2 separate regions of the Mus musculus genome follow, and region 2 is linked to region 1. A link is a contact called in public promoter capture Hi-C data. All regions are on one chromosome and are shown on one strand. Each heading gives the region's core, a stretch centred on a gene start, on an enhancer-like site or on the middle of the called end of the contact. The rest is flanking DNA. Distances are from core to core; before and after follow the strand shown. Region 1 holds the start of Zfp36 (zinc finger protein 36). Region 2 holds the start of Rps11 (ribosomal protein S11).

Region 1 (5,818 bases), core at 1,509-4,008:
CATTCCGTCCTCGCCGCCCCGCCCCACCCCGCCCTCCTTCCTTGGCCCTGTGGGGACGGAAACATCCCGTTCCTGCCCGAGCTGGGTCAAGAGCCGGAGGGACAGGACCAGAGCACCCCTTACGCCAGAACTAGCTCTCCTTGTTCCTACTGGGTGACCTCATCTCGCCACGCCTCCTCAGGTGAACACCCGGGCTGGTAACGTCACTTCCTGCCAGGTAAGCGCCCCCAGGCAGCACTGCTCACGGAAAGGTCTGGAGGTCAGTTTACCCACCATCACAAGGCTGTGAGCCGCGAAAAAGACAAATTTCATCTCAGTTCACACTCAAGATTTTATTTAAAAATTCCAACCCCCCCCAAAAAATAGACTTGTACGGTAGCAATATATTAATATATTATAGCATATACTTAATACAGTATCAGTTTTAACATTACAAAAAGAAAAACGGAGTAGACGACCCAATATATATAAATACTATAAAATCTTAATACAATAAATAAAGTCGTCATAAATAAAGGGCCCACTGGTTGGGGGAGAAGGGATTTGGCAATGGCTTTGGCTATTTGCTTTAGGAGGGAAATTTGAGCACCAGGATTCTCAGGAGAGGCTTCGACCACCGGACACTGAACTTCAGGGTCTAGTAAAAATTAGGATAGTATTGTGGGAGCCGGCTCTTCACAGCACTTAAGATTCCAGGAGACCAGAGTTGCAGAGGGGCTGGTGCATACCTGTAACCCCAGAACTTGGAAAAGGCTAAGGCAGGATTATATTGAGTTCAAAGCCAGCCTGGGGTACCATAATAAGCTCCTATCTCAAAAACAACAGAAGACTTGGGGCCTGGAAGACCAACTGTCAACTGTCTCCCTCAAACATCTTAGGTACCCTAGGAACGGATCCACCCAAACACTGAATTTGCAAACTAGGGACCTGCCCCAGCCCAGCACCAGGGAAATGGGTTATTGCATCTTGGAATGTCCAGAAGATGGGACTTATTAACTTAGAGGAGTGCCCCAGGTCCCCACAGCAATGAGCAGTCCCTGCCCTCTCTTTGAGATCTAGCTGATCCATACTGGGTAGGTAGGCACTTGTCACTCAGAGACAGAGATACGATTGAAGATGGGGAGACGCCTTGGGGGTGCAGGGGTCTGGGGAGGCCCAAACACCCCTGCCTCAAAGACAGGTGAGTCTGACCCCCCCAGGCTGCTGCCGCTGCTGGCGTAGTCATCAGGATCGGATCCCAGAGAGTGGGCAGATGGGCTCCGAGCCAGGCCACCCAAGGGCCCCCAGATGGTGCTGGGGGTAGTAGACCTTCGGCAGGAGGGGCAACAGGCCTGGTTAGGGTCTCTTCGAGTCACAGGGGTCCCAGGGGCAGCAGAGAAGGCAGAAGGGGAAAGTGGAAGATCCCCAGGGGGCGGTGGGGAGCTGGAAGGCGAAAAGGAACAAGAGGACAGGGAAGGGCCAGAAAAGCCTGGAGGTGGCGGCGAGCTTCTGCGGCCTGAGGGCAAGCCGGAGAAGCTGATGCTTTGTCGCAGCACATGGGGCTGGCCAGGGAGAGCTAGGTCCTCGGTGGGGTTGTGGATGAAGTGGCATCGAGAGCCATAGGGGCAGCGGCCCTGGAGGTAGAACTTGTGGCAGAGTTCCGTTTTGTACTTGGGGTGGCGATTGGCTTGGCGAAGTTCACCCAGGCCGTGAGCAAACTGGCACTTGGCCCCGTAGCGACAACGCCCGCTTTCTGAGTAGGTCCGACAGAGCTCGGTCTTGTATCGAGAGGAGGTGGTGGGAGTTGCAGTAGGCGAAGTAGGTGAGGGTGACAGCTCAGGGCCTGGGCGGGGAGCCAAAGGTGCAAAACCAGGGGGTGGGGGTACCCAGCCACAGCTTCGGCCCTCCACCAGGCTAGTGGAGCGGCCAGTCAGGCGAGAGGTGACCCCAGACGGGATGGAGTCCGAGTTTATGTTCCAAAGTCCTCCGAGGGATTCGGTTCCTCCGTGGTCGGATGACAGGTCATGGCTCATCGACTGGAGGCTCTGAGAGGAACAGGGTTCGGTTAGGCCACCAGAAAAGGTAAGGTGACGTCGCCCCGCCCCTGTTGTAAAGCACTTCACGAGCTTGCCAGTCCGGTTTGTGGGTTCTCGGCCTGAGCCCCACCCGGCTCACACAAACTCCAGGGAGAACCTGACTACAGAGATTTGAGTGTTTCCACATGACTGAAGGTAATCCAGAAGGATCTAGGAAGCCCAGTATCCCCGATCGAGAGAGGGTTCCCCCCCAAATCAAAGCACACTGCTGCTCGCCAACTTTGGGCCTCTAGGACTCCCCCCCCCCCCATATGACCGCCCACCGGGCGCTCGTTTCACAACTTGAAGGAGCCGGCCAAAGCTGACCCAGGAGGCCAGATCTCTCTAGAACTCTTACCCTGTCAACTCCCCCCCTACCTCAACCTTAGCACCTGCTTGGCCACCAAACCGCGCCATGGGCAGCGAAGGGCACTAGACAGGTGTGATGCCGCTTCCGCCCTACGCGAGTGACAGCAGTGTGCCAGCTTTTCGTCCCAAGGGGATCGCCGGTATCTGGACCGAGGCGCTAGGCTCGCTGGCTCCCTCTCTCATTTCCAGCCAGCCAGGGCTAGTCTGAGAAGGTACGGAGGCGTCCCGGGCCTAAGTTTGGTGCGTCGGGGATCCCGGGATGCTGTCTAACAGGTACTCACCTCGTAGATGGCAGAGAGATCCATGGTGGCGCGAATGGCCTTGGTGAAGAGACCGACTGTCGGTTCGCAGAAGTCAGGCTGTGGCCCGCAGCAGGAGCTTTCTCCTTTTATGGGGCGGCCTGGGGGCGTGGCCACTAGAGCTTCCGGGACGCGCCCCCGCGGCGTAGCTCGGCCGGCCTGGTACTAGGCCCCTTCCGCCTATCTGCTGGTTAGCATGCAAAATGTGCCTGAACTTGGCCCTCCCGCAGCTCCGGCCCCTCTCGGGGGGTAGTAGGGAGGGTTGTGTACGACCAACTGGAGGTGATGGTAGCGGGGCGTCCTAGTGTTTTTCAGAGGTGGAAGGCAGTCGGGAAGAGAACTGGGGCAGAAGTGGGGGCAGGGCTCTAGGGACAATTGACAAGGGCAGAGACTGAGGGCGTGTGCGTGTGAGACAGACGGGGGCGGGGAGAGACAAGTTGGAAGAGACAGAGATGGCCAGAAGCCGAGAGAAAAACAAAGAGACAGTGAGAGACATTCACAAGTAGGATCTGCTGGTTTAGGACTGTGATTCCGGCCCCTCAGGGAGGCTGAGGCAGGAGACTGGTAGTTCAAGGCCTGGCTCCACTATACAGTGGGTTCTAGGGCAGCTTGAGTAACTTGGTGAGACCCTTTTCTTAGGAAGTAAAAAGATGCCAGATCACTGATGGCCCAAACTTTTAATTTCAGCACTTGGAAGGCAGAAGCAGACGGATTTCTATGAGTTCGAGGCTAGCCTGGTCTACAGAGTGAGTTCCAGAACAGCCAGGACTACACACAGAAACCCTGTCTTTTTTGTTTGTTTGTTGTTTTTGTTTTTCGAGACAGGGTTTCTCTGTATAGCTCTGGCTGTCCTGGAACTCACTTTGTAGACCAGGCTGGCCTTGAACTCAGAAATCCGCCTGCCTCTGCCTCCGGAGTGCTGGGATCAAAGGCGTGTGTCACCATGCTCGGCTGAGAAACCCTGTCTTGAAAAACAAAACAAAAGACAAGACAGTGGCATATGGTTGTAATCTTGGCATTTGGAGGTGGAGGAAGGGGGATCAGGCGTTCAATGTCAGACTAAGCTATTGATTGAGTTCCAGGTCCTACTTTTAAAAAAAAAAAAAAAAAAAAAGAGAAACCACGAAGGTAAGGAGGAAGTAAAACGAAGTCTCAGCGACTTGGTATGTACTCCTTAGAGCCAACCCTATTATAGAAAGAAAAAAAGATGACATTTACAAAGTGGGGAGACAGTAAGACAGGGAGAGGGGACTGGGAAACAAATCTAGGCGAGGAAGTGGGTTACAGAAAGATAGAAAGGCGAAATAAAAACTTAAACCTGAAGGCACAGAACCTGTAAGACAGTTGGTCCAGGTAGGGACCGCTCTGAGCTGTAGCTCAGCAGTGCCCTTCCAACCCCCTAGTCTAGCATGGCTGGATAGCACATTTACCCAAGCTGCAGTTTAAATTAAGAGGTTTTGCTTCCGAAAACTCAAGGTTGGAACAGCTTACGTCTTTTATTAGGGAGGAAGCTCTGCTCTATTGAAAGAATGGGCCACCTTCAACGTTGAATGGGTTTCTAGTAATGCAAGCAGTCTTAACTCAACTCTCTGGAGATCTGTAAGGTTTTTGCTTTTCAGTCGGTCTCCTTAGCCGGCTTGGAACTTGCGATCCTCCAGTCTCCACCACCCAAGTAGTGTTAGGATTACAGGCATGGCCGCCACACCCAAGTCAAAAGTGTTATTTCAAGGATATCTCCAGTGAAAAAGAGTTCTTGTGTATGGGGGTTATCATTGCCAGGAGTGTAATTACCATGCTGGGAAGTTCTCACACGGTGCGTTGCGTATCGAGGTAGGGAGATTCTGCCAGGCTACTTACTGGCTTGCCTCATAGGAGAGGGGGTTGGGGGGAATCCCTGGTGCAGCGCTTTCTGGGGCCAAGGGGCCTTCCTGGGCTGGTCCCGTGAGCAGGGCGGGCCATAGGCTGCTGTGGCACGGTTGCGGCCTCCCGCTCGCCCGTGACTCACTCGCTTAGGGCGGGGGAGGGGGGGCTTCCTGGAAGCCGTGACGAGGACGCTCAGCCCGGACGCTTGGGTTCCTTCTCTTGTAACCAGGGTTCCAGTCTGTTGTAAACAGTCTCGAGGACAACGGGAAAAGAAGGGAAGGAGGGGCACAAAAACTTGCCTCCCGCCCAGTTTACAAATCCCTGAGCCAGCCAATTTTAGGACCAAACGCAAAAAGCGAGGGTTGGGGTGGGGCATGTCGGGGTTTTTTGGAGGCCAGCAGGGACTGGATCATGGAGGAGTAATTCCAGTTTCGATTCCCTGGAGACTGGGAACCTTTTGCCATTCCTGACTCAGCCTGGCCCCCTCCTCTATCTGCTGAGTCACTGGGATTAAAGCTTGGATGCCTGGTATTGGGCTACTCTCTAAAGGATGCGGGCGTTGGGGATAGAAGACGGTTTAAGCAGGACAACCCCTCTGAAAATGAAGACTTTAAGCCGTAGGACTCACAAAGTGTGTCGTCATCTAAAATACGGGGCCAGGTGCTAGCTCTTTTCTGCCCCACACCTTGTGCCTTGGCTCTCAACCCGTTCCTTTCCTTGTCCAGTGGTCCAGACACACAGATCACCTCCTTCAGCACCAGGAATCCAGGCCCCACTTATGCTCCCTTAGACTCGCGGCCCTCTTCCCTCCGACCTAGAGGTCTAAGACTTAAAGATCTAGGCCCCAAGCCCCTTTTCTCTGGATCTAGGAGTCCGGGGTTCTGTCCAGCCCCCGCTTGTGTGCCCCAATCCCAGGAGGAAGTTCATAGCCTGACTCCTCCCTGCTCCCCACGTAGCCAGCGGGGAAAATCCGCGGCCCAGACAGTGGCCGGGAATCCCCTCTGGAATGACGGTGGGGAAGGGGATGGCCAAGGTCCCTCAGGGCAGGCGGCCACGTCCTGTGCGCGCTGGGGTTGGGGGCTGGGGTAGAGAAAGGGGCGGAAACCAGAGAGGCTAAAAATATAGCAAGCACTTCCGGCCTAGGGGGAGGTGAACTCTGAGCTGAGTTTCCAGAAAAACAAGCAGGGACGGGAAACGCGGGGGTGTGAGAGCCAGTGGGCGGGCAGGGGCCGT
Region 2 (5,818 bases), core at 2,273-4,772, about 17 Mb after region 1:
AGTCTCTGACTTCTGACAATCCTCCTGCCTCAGCTCAGCCCCCCTGGCAGCTGGATTATCACCAACGTCTACATGTGATTGGAACTGGATATTAGTTACTAAGTGAAAACTGGTGCCTGAGACTAAAGGCCCAAATGGGCTGTGTGTCACCTGGAATCTCAGCACCCAGGAGCCAAGAGGTGAGGAGAGTGTGGTCAATCTGAGGCTAACCTGGTCTACACAGAGCTCCAGACCATCTAGGGACACACAGCAAGACTCTGTAAAAGTCATATAAAACCATGATGCCTGGAAGACATTTCCACCGGGAGAGGTGCCAGGCGTGGCTGGCACTGGGGTTTGACAAACCAGAGTGCAGTAGGGGAAGTGCTAGGCTCTCAGGCAGTGTTCTTCATTTGTGCAAAGGCCTAAGAAGACAACCTCCACTCTGCAGATGACTAAACTGCTGAGGGGTCGTCAGGGGTCTCTCTTCTCTCAGGTGTCCCCTCCCTCACAGACTCTGCAACTTTGAAAGGTGAAGCCCCAAGCACCCCTGAGAGGAAACAGGGGAGCTGGGCTGTTGTAAACACAGCCCCACCCGGAACGGAAGCACCTGCGGCTGGAGGGGGCCACACCTCTCAACAATTGGCTTTAGATTCCTCAGGGTCCCTGTCCCCTGTAGCTCTGGGGCTCGCCCCTCCTCTGCTTAGTGGCTCTACTCCTGGGTGGCTGGCAGGCACCCAGCTTGGGCGGTGCCCCTCCTGACCTGTCCCTGCCCCTTCCTGCTCGCTTTGATGCAGGCCCACTTCCTTTGACAGGAACCCCCTCCCTCAGCAGCCTGGTTAAATGCAGAAGGCCGTGGTGAAGCAGTGCTTTCCGCAGCATCTCTTGCAGGCAGAGGACTCTTCTCAATGCCCTGTCTCCCAACCCTTGTACCAGTGCTGTGCCTCAGACCCTGGTACAGGCCTGGGGGATAGGGACTTGGGAACCCCAGCAGCAACAACTCCAGCTTCTCCCTCCAGCCAAGGGACTTTTCCCCAGGTTTGGCCTACATACAGGGGATGCCTTGGGTCCCTTCCTAAGTGGGTGTTCCCATCACTCCAACATCCATCCTGGACAACCTGGGGCCTTCTTCTCATCTCACTGCTGAAGGGTTCCTGTCCTTGTTGGCCCTGTCCCTGGACATAAGCCAGAGGGGAGGCAGTGGCTACAGGGGTTCAAGCAGATCATGATACTCAAGTTGGAGAACTTGCCCCTTCCTAGGTGTCTTCACCTGCAAGGTGAGTATGGGAAGACCAGAGACCCAGGTGGTTCCCAGGGACACTGAAGAGCTCAGACCTAAACTAAGGTCAGAGGCTCCACCCTTACTTCCTCCTGAGAGGCAGGCAGAGCAGGGGCTGCCTGCACCAGGTAGCTGACCCTGGGTGTTCTACTTGGTTACCAAGATTTAGAGGCTCATAAATGCAGCAGATACCTCCAGCTCAGGAAAGCCCTGGCAATCTTTGCTCTGTCCCAGGACACATGAGACTCCAAGCCTGTTCTGTACGTTGGAAAATAACTTTATTTGTTCTAGGGCATTGGCCAGAGTCCCCTTAGAACTTCTGAAACTGCTTCTTGGTGCCAGCAGCCTTGGTGACCTTGAGCACATTGAATCGCACAGTCTTGCTCAGGGGCCTGCACTCTCCAACTGTGACAATGTCTCCGATCTGTACATCCCTGTGGGGTCAGACAAGGAGTCTTCAGGAGGGGCCTCCCCAGCAATTCCTTCATCCAGACAGGCCAAAGGGGTGGGGGCCACCCTTGCTCCACCCAACCAGTCACCATCTACGCAGTTGCTAAGACTAACAAACTACAACTTCTAGTTCCCAGACGTTCACACAGCAGTCTACACACTCCTGGACCCCACACTGCTCTGCCCATGGGACACCTCCAGCCTAGCCAGTGACTGTCTTGTCTAGAGTCATTATCCCAAGCTACCAGAGTCACCTGAAACAGGGGGACAGGTGCACAGACATGTTCTTGTGACGCTTCTCAAAGCGATTGTACTTTCGGATGTAATGGAGATAGTCCCGGCGGATGACAATGGTCCTCTGCATCTTCATCTTCGTCACGACACCTGGGAGAGTAACAGAAAGGTGTTAGCAGGTAGGAGTCAGTTGAACGGGGCTCCCAAGAAGCTCCATTTATGGCATCAGCTTTGTCAACTGGCTGTCTCAGCAGTGCCCTAGAGGACATCTGAAGACCATCGTGAGAACAGACATCACTTGCCAGCGCCCCTGGACGCAGGAACCTAGAACCACCCTTCCAACATCCCACTCACCAGACAGGATCCGACCTCGGATGGAGACGTTACCAGTGAAGGGGCATTTCTTGTCTATGTAGGTACCCTCAATAGCCTGCAAAGTTAAGAAAGTGGGGTTTAGATTACCACTTCCTAAACAGAACCAAGGATGACGCCTCAGGGCCCATACTACAATTCCCAGGGGCCCATGGGAAGCCACTGTGAAGGGGGCGGGGTGGCTGTGCTCCCACACGTGCAGGGCAGCAGGGATCTCATCTGCTGGAGGGTCCTGTACCTCTTTAGGCGTCTTGAAGCCTAGACCGATATTCTTGTAGTACCGAGGGAGTTTTTCCTTGCCGGTTTCTCCCAGCAGAACCCGCTTCTTGTTTTGAAAGATCGTAGGCTGCTTTTGGTAAGCACGCTCCGTCTGTAGGGATGAGAATTTGGTGAGGTTGCAGGTAAAGTTCAAGGAAATCAGAGACAATATTTCTTCCTTCCTACCTTCAACCTTATTTGCCCCAATCGCCAAAACCGGCTGGTCAGGGCTCTCCAACCACCCCAAGTCTAGTTTAGCTCACACACTGCGTCCCATCTAACACCTCCACAGCCTGCAGAACTCACGGCTGAGATCAAAAAGAGCTTTTCAGCCAGACTGGACCTCCAAAACATACAAATCCACTCATTCGGGATTCAAGCTTATGTCCACGTAGCCGAGCCTGGTGGGCCGGATCTGTCATCCCGGTTGAGGTTGAGGCAGGATGGCAAGTTTAAGACAAGCCTAAGCTCATCGAGGCCAGAGCTGCGCTCACACTGAAAACTACAGCGAGGTCGGGACCGCAGCCCTGCCGTAGAGCGCACGAGGTCCGGGCCTCAGTCTCCATCAAGGGGAAAAAACCTGCTTTACCCAGTGTCCCCGGCTCTGCCGCCGCAGGACTCCCGCGCCGCAGGATGCCCTCCTCCCGCCACAATCCCTCACCCGTTAAGCTCTGAGCTTTAAGAACCAACTCCCGAAGCGCCAGGGACCCCATTACTGCGTAGAGCCCGGATTTCCGAGCCGCCTGAGACGAAGGCATTCGCAGGCATCCTCGCTTCAGCTAATGCGTAAGACAACGAGGACGCCAAGGGATACGCTCCACACCGAAGCGTCGGGGGAAAGCAACTAAACGCTCGAACCTGAATGTCCGCCATCTTCCCGGCCGCCGGAGAAAGGGAGAGGCAGGGCCGCTCCCGGCTTCCTTATTCACCACGCGAGGTCGGGGCGGAAGTGACGCGGGGTTATCCTCACGGAGGTGGGAGGTACTTCCGGCGAGAGCCCGCGTTCCTGGGACTGTCCGTACGCCGCCATGACGGGGGAGGACTAAGGGGCGGGAAGATCCTATCATCTCGCGAGATTTCAGGAGCACGATGTGGAGGAAACGTGCATCATGTGGTACGGCGAGGCTTAGGGCGGAGAAGGCGTGCCGTACGGGTTGGGAAACACGTGCTGGGATTCAGTTTCCAGAGAGAAGCGGCCGTGCAGAGCGGGTCTCAAGAAAGGGGTGAACCGCTTTACAGCAGAGTATCTGCCATACGATGTCAGGAGCAGCCAGCGTCGACCGAATAGTCAACCTTTCTTCCTTTTATTAAAGGCCGACGTCACCAAGGTCGCATGTCCTTTGTTGACAGTATCTCAGGCTGCGCGTCTACCCACACTTTGATGGGTTTATGTCCTGACTACTCGTGGATGAGTGTCTAACCTTAGGTGACCACCCCAGGTAATAGAGGAACCATTTAGCCAGGTGGCAAAAGCTTGTGTCAGTTTCTCGTATTCACCGTTCTAGCCCTGCACAGATGGGCTAGAACAGTATAAAGCATATTTTCAAAATAGATTGACATTTTGAGTGGTGCTGGATCTTTTTAACCCCAGCACTCACGGAGGCATAAGGACTTGGCTTCCAGGTCAGCTAGCTGTAATAAAAACTCTAGTGGTGGTTAACATGGGAAGCATTTTTAAGATTATATGTAAGTACACTGTAGCTGTTCTCAGATACTCCAGAAGAGGGCATCAGATTTCATTATGGATAGTTGTTAGGCACCATTTGGTTGCTGGGATTTGAACTCGGATCCTTCGTAAGAGCAGTCTGTGCTCTTAACCACTGAGCCATCTCGCCAGCCCCCGGAAGGATTTGATGTTTAAAGAACCAGAAGACTCAGGCGTGGTAAATGCCTTTAGTCCCAGCCTTTGTGTCATGGCCTGACCTCCTACAGTCCAGGTACCAGCTCTTGTATCTTGGTGCTGACTTACAGTAACACCATCTAGGACAGGACCCAAGATGTATATCTGCAACTTTTGAGCAACAAAGCCTATCCCGTGAGCAAGGATTCACCCAAAGGGGCCCCCCATGCAGATGACCTGCTGGTGCCCTCTGCCCCTCTCTGCACAGCACACATCGTACACACTTAAGTCAAATAATTTATTAGCACATAAAATCCTCCAGAAAAATACTGCTTTGTGGTCTGCTGGGAAGGAGCAAGGCAGTGCTCCAAGTGTGCACTTGTGAACCCCAGCTCATGTGCAGATCTCATTTTCATAGCTGCAGAATAGGGTACTTGGTCAGGTGGGTGGGGCAGCCCTGCTACTCATTTTCAACACTGAAGCTCAACTGATTCATCCCATGGTTTGCACTTTAATAAAAACTCATGCAGGTGGTGCGCTGTCAGCTCTCTAATGTCCCCTCTACCCACAGGAGCAGTGCCTAAGGAACCTTTGGTCCCCACTTCCCTAGTTGGCGGCGGAGGAAGGGCAGGCCAGGCAGGCATGAGGCAAACAGTCTTTATTGGGTTCACACCAGGAGTCCGTTGGTCTTGAGGACCTCTGTGAACTTGCAGATTTTCTTCTCCACATTCTTTTCTGCCTGTTTCCGTAACCTCTGTGGTGTGAAAAGACACATGTCAGAGCGGTTGCTTCTCACCTGCGCCCCCCTAATCCTGGATCTCAGTGTCCGTCCTCACCAAGATCTGCTTCTTCTTCCGATAGTGCATCTTGGCCTTTTCCTTCCGTTTCTCCTCCAGAGTGGCTGTCACTGCCTGGTACTTCCACCCGACCTCATGCGCCAGACGCCCCAGGTAAGCAAACTGCAGAGGCACAAGGCTGTAAGGACATGGAATGTGCCCCAGCAGCACAAGGGTGAGCCGGAGGGCCTAGGGACCCTATTTCAAGGACTCATCCCCAGCACGGGAGCCCTCCTGGCATCAGCTTAGCCTTTGGCATTATCGGCACTGCCCTAACTGTGGCATCCGAAGACCATCGTGAGAATAAGAACATCATGTGCCAGTCTTGAGGCTCACAAGCCTAACCTGTAACCTAGAGCTTACCTTTCTGGTAGGCTTCAGCCGAACAACCTTGAGAGCAGCAGGGACCACCATCCGCTTTTTCTGTTGAGAGAAAGAGATGCTCAGAGACCTGTTGGGAACACCTAGCAAGAAGGCCAGCAGGGTAGGCGTCTCAGCCAGTGGGGTTTTCATGAGGCTCAAACAATGTAGGTAATAGCAGAACATCACAGACGCTGGACGCAGAGGCTG

Evidence for each region. Capture Hi-C pulls out chosen DNA fragments and counts their contacts.
Region 2: a contact with region 1 is called in a promoter capture Hi-C map of liver, with 2.5 times the contacts expected there. The contact joins the promoter of Rps11 here to the promoter of Zfp36 in region 1. A contact is called at or near these places in 1 of 39 promoter capture datasets (cranial neural crest), 1 of 484 Hi-C or Micro-C datasets (CD4 T cells) and 1 of 9 other capture datasets (liver).

What each region holds. Positions count from the first base shown.
Region 1 is chr7:28,376,470-28,382,287 of GRCm38.p6, forward strand. Zfp36 (zinc finger protein 36) reads right to left here and starts at 2,759. Exons shown (of 2, transcript NM_011756.4): 1 at 2,705-2,759; 2 at 315-2,024. The coding sequence starts at 2,728. The coding sequence ends at 1,089.
Region 2 is chr7:45,120,867-45,126,684 of GRCm38.p6, forward strand. Rps11 (ribosomal protein S11) reads right to left here and starts at 3,523. Exons shown (of 5, transcript NM_013725.4): 1 at 3,431-3,523; 2 at 2,553-2,684; 3 at 2,297-2,372; 4 at 1,963-2,092; 5 at 1,522-1,692. The coding sequence starts at 3,445. The coding sequence ends at 1,569. It overlaps Rpl13a (ribosomal protein L13A), which reads right to left. Exons shown (of 8, transcript NM_009438.5): 6 at 5,612-5,671; 7 at 5,249-5,371; 8 at 4,697-5,166. The coding sequence ends at 5,080. It overlaps Mir150 (microRNA 150), which reads left to right and starts at 891; the gene lies at 891-955. It overlaps Snord35b (small nucleolar RNA, C/D box 35B), which reads right to left and starts at 2,245; the gene lies at 2,159-2,245. It also overlaps Snord35a and Snord34.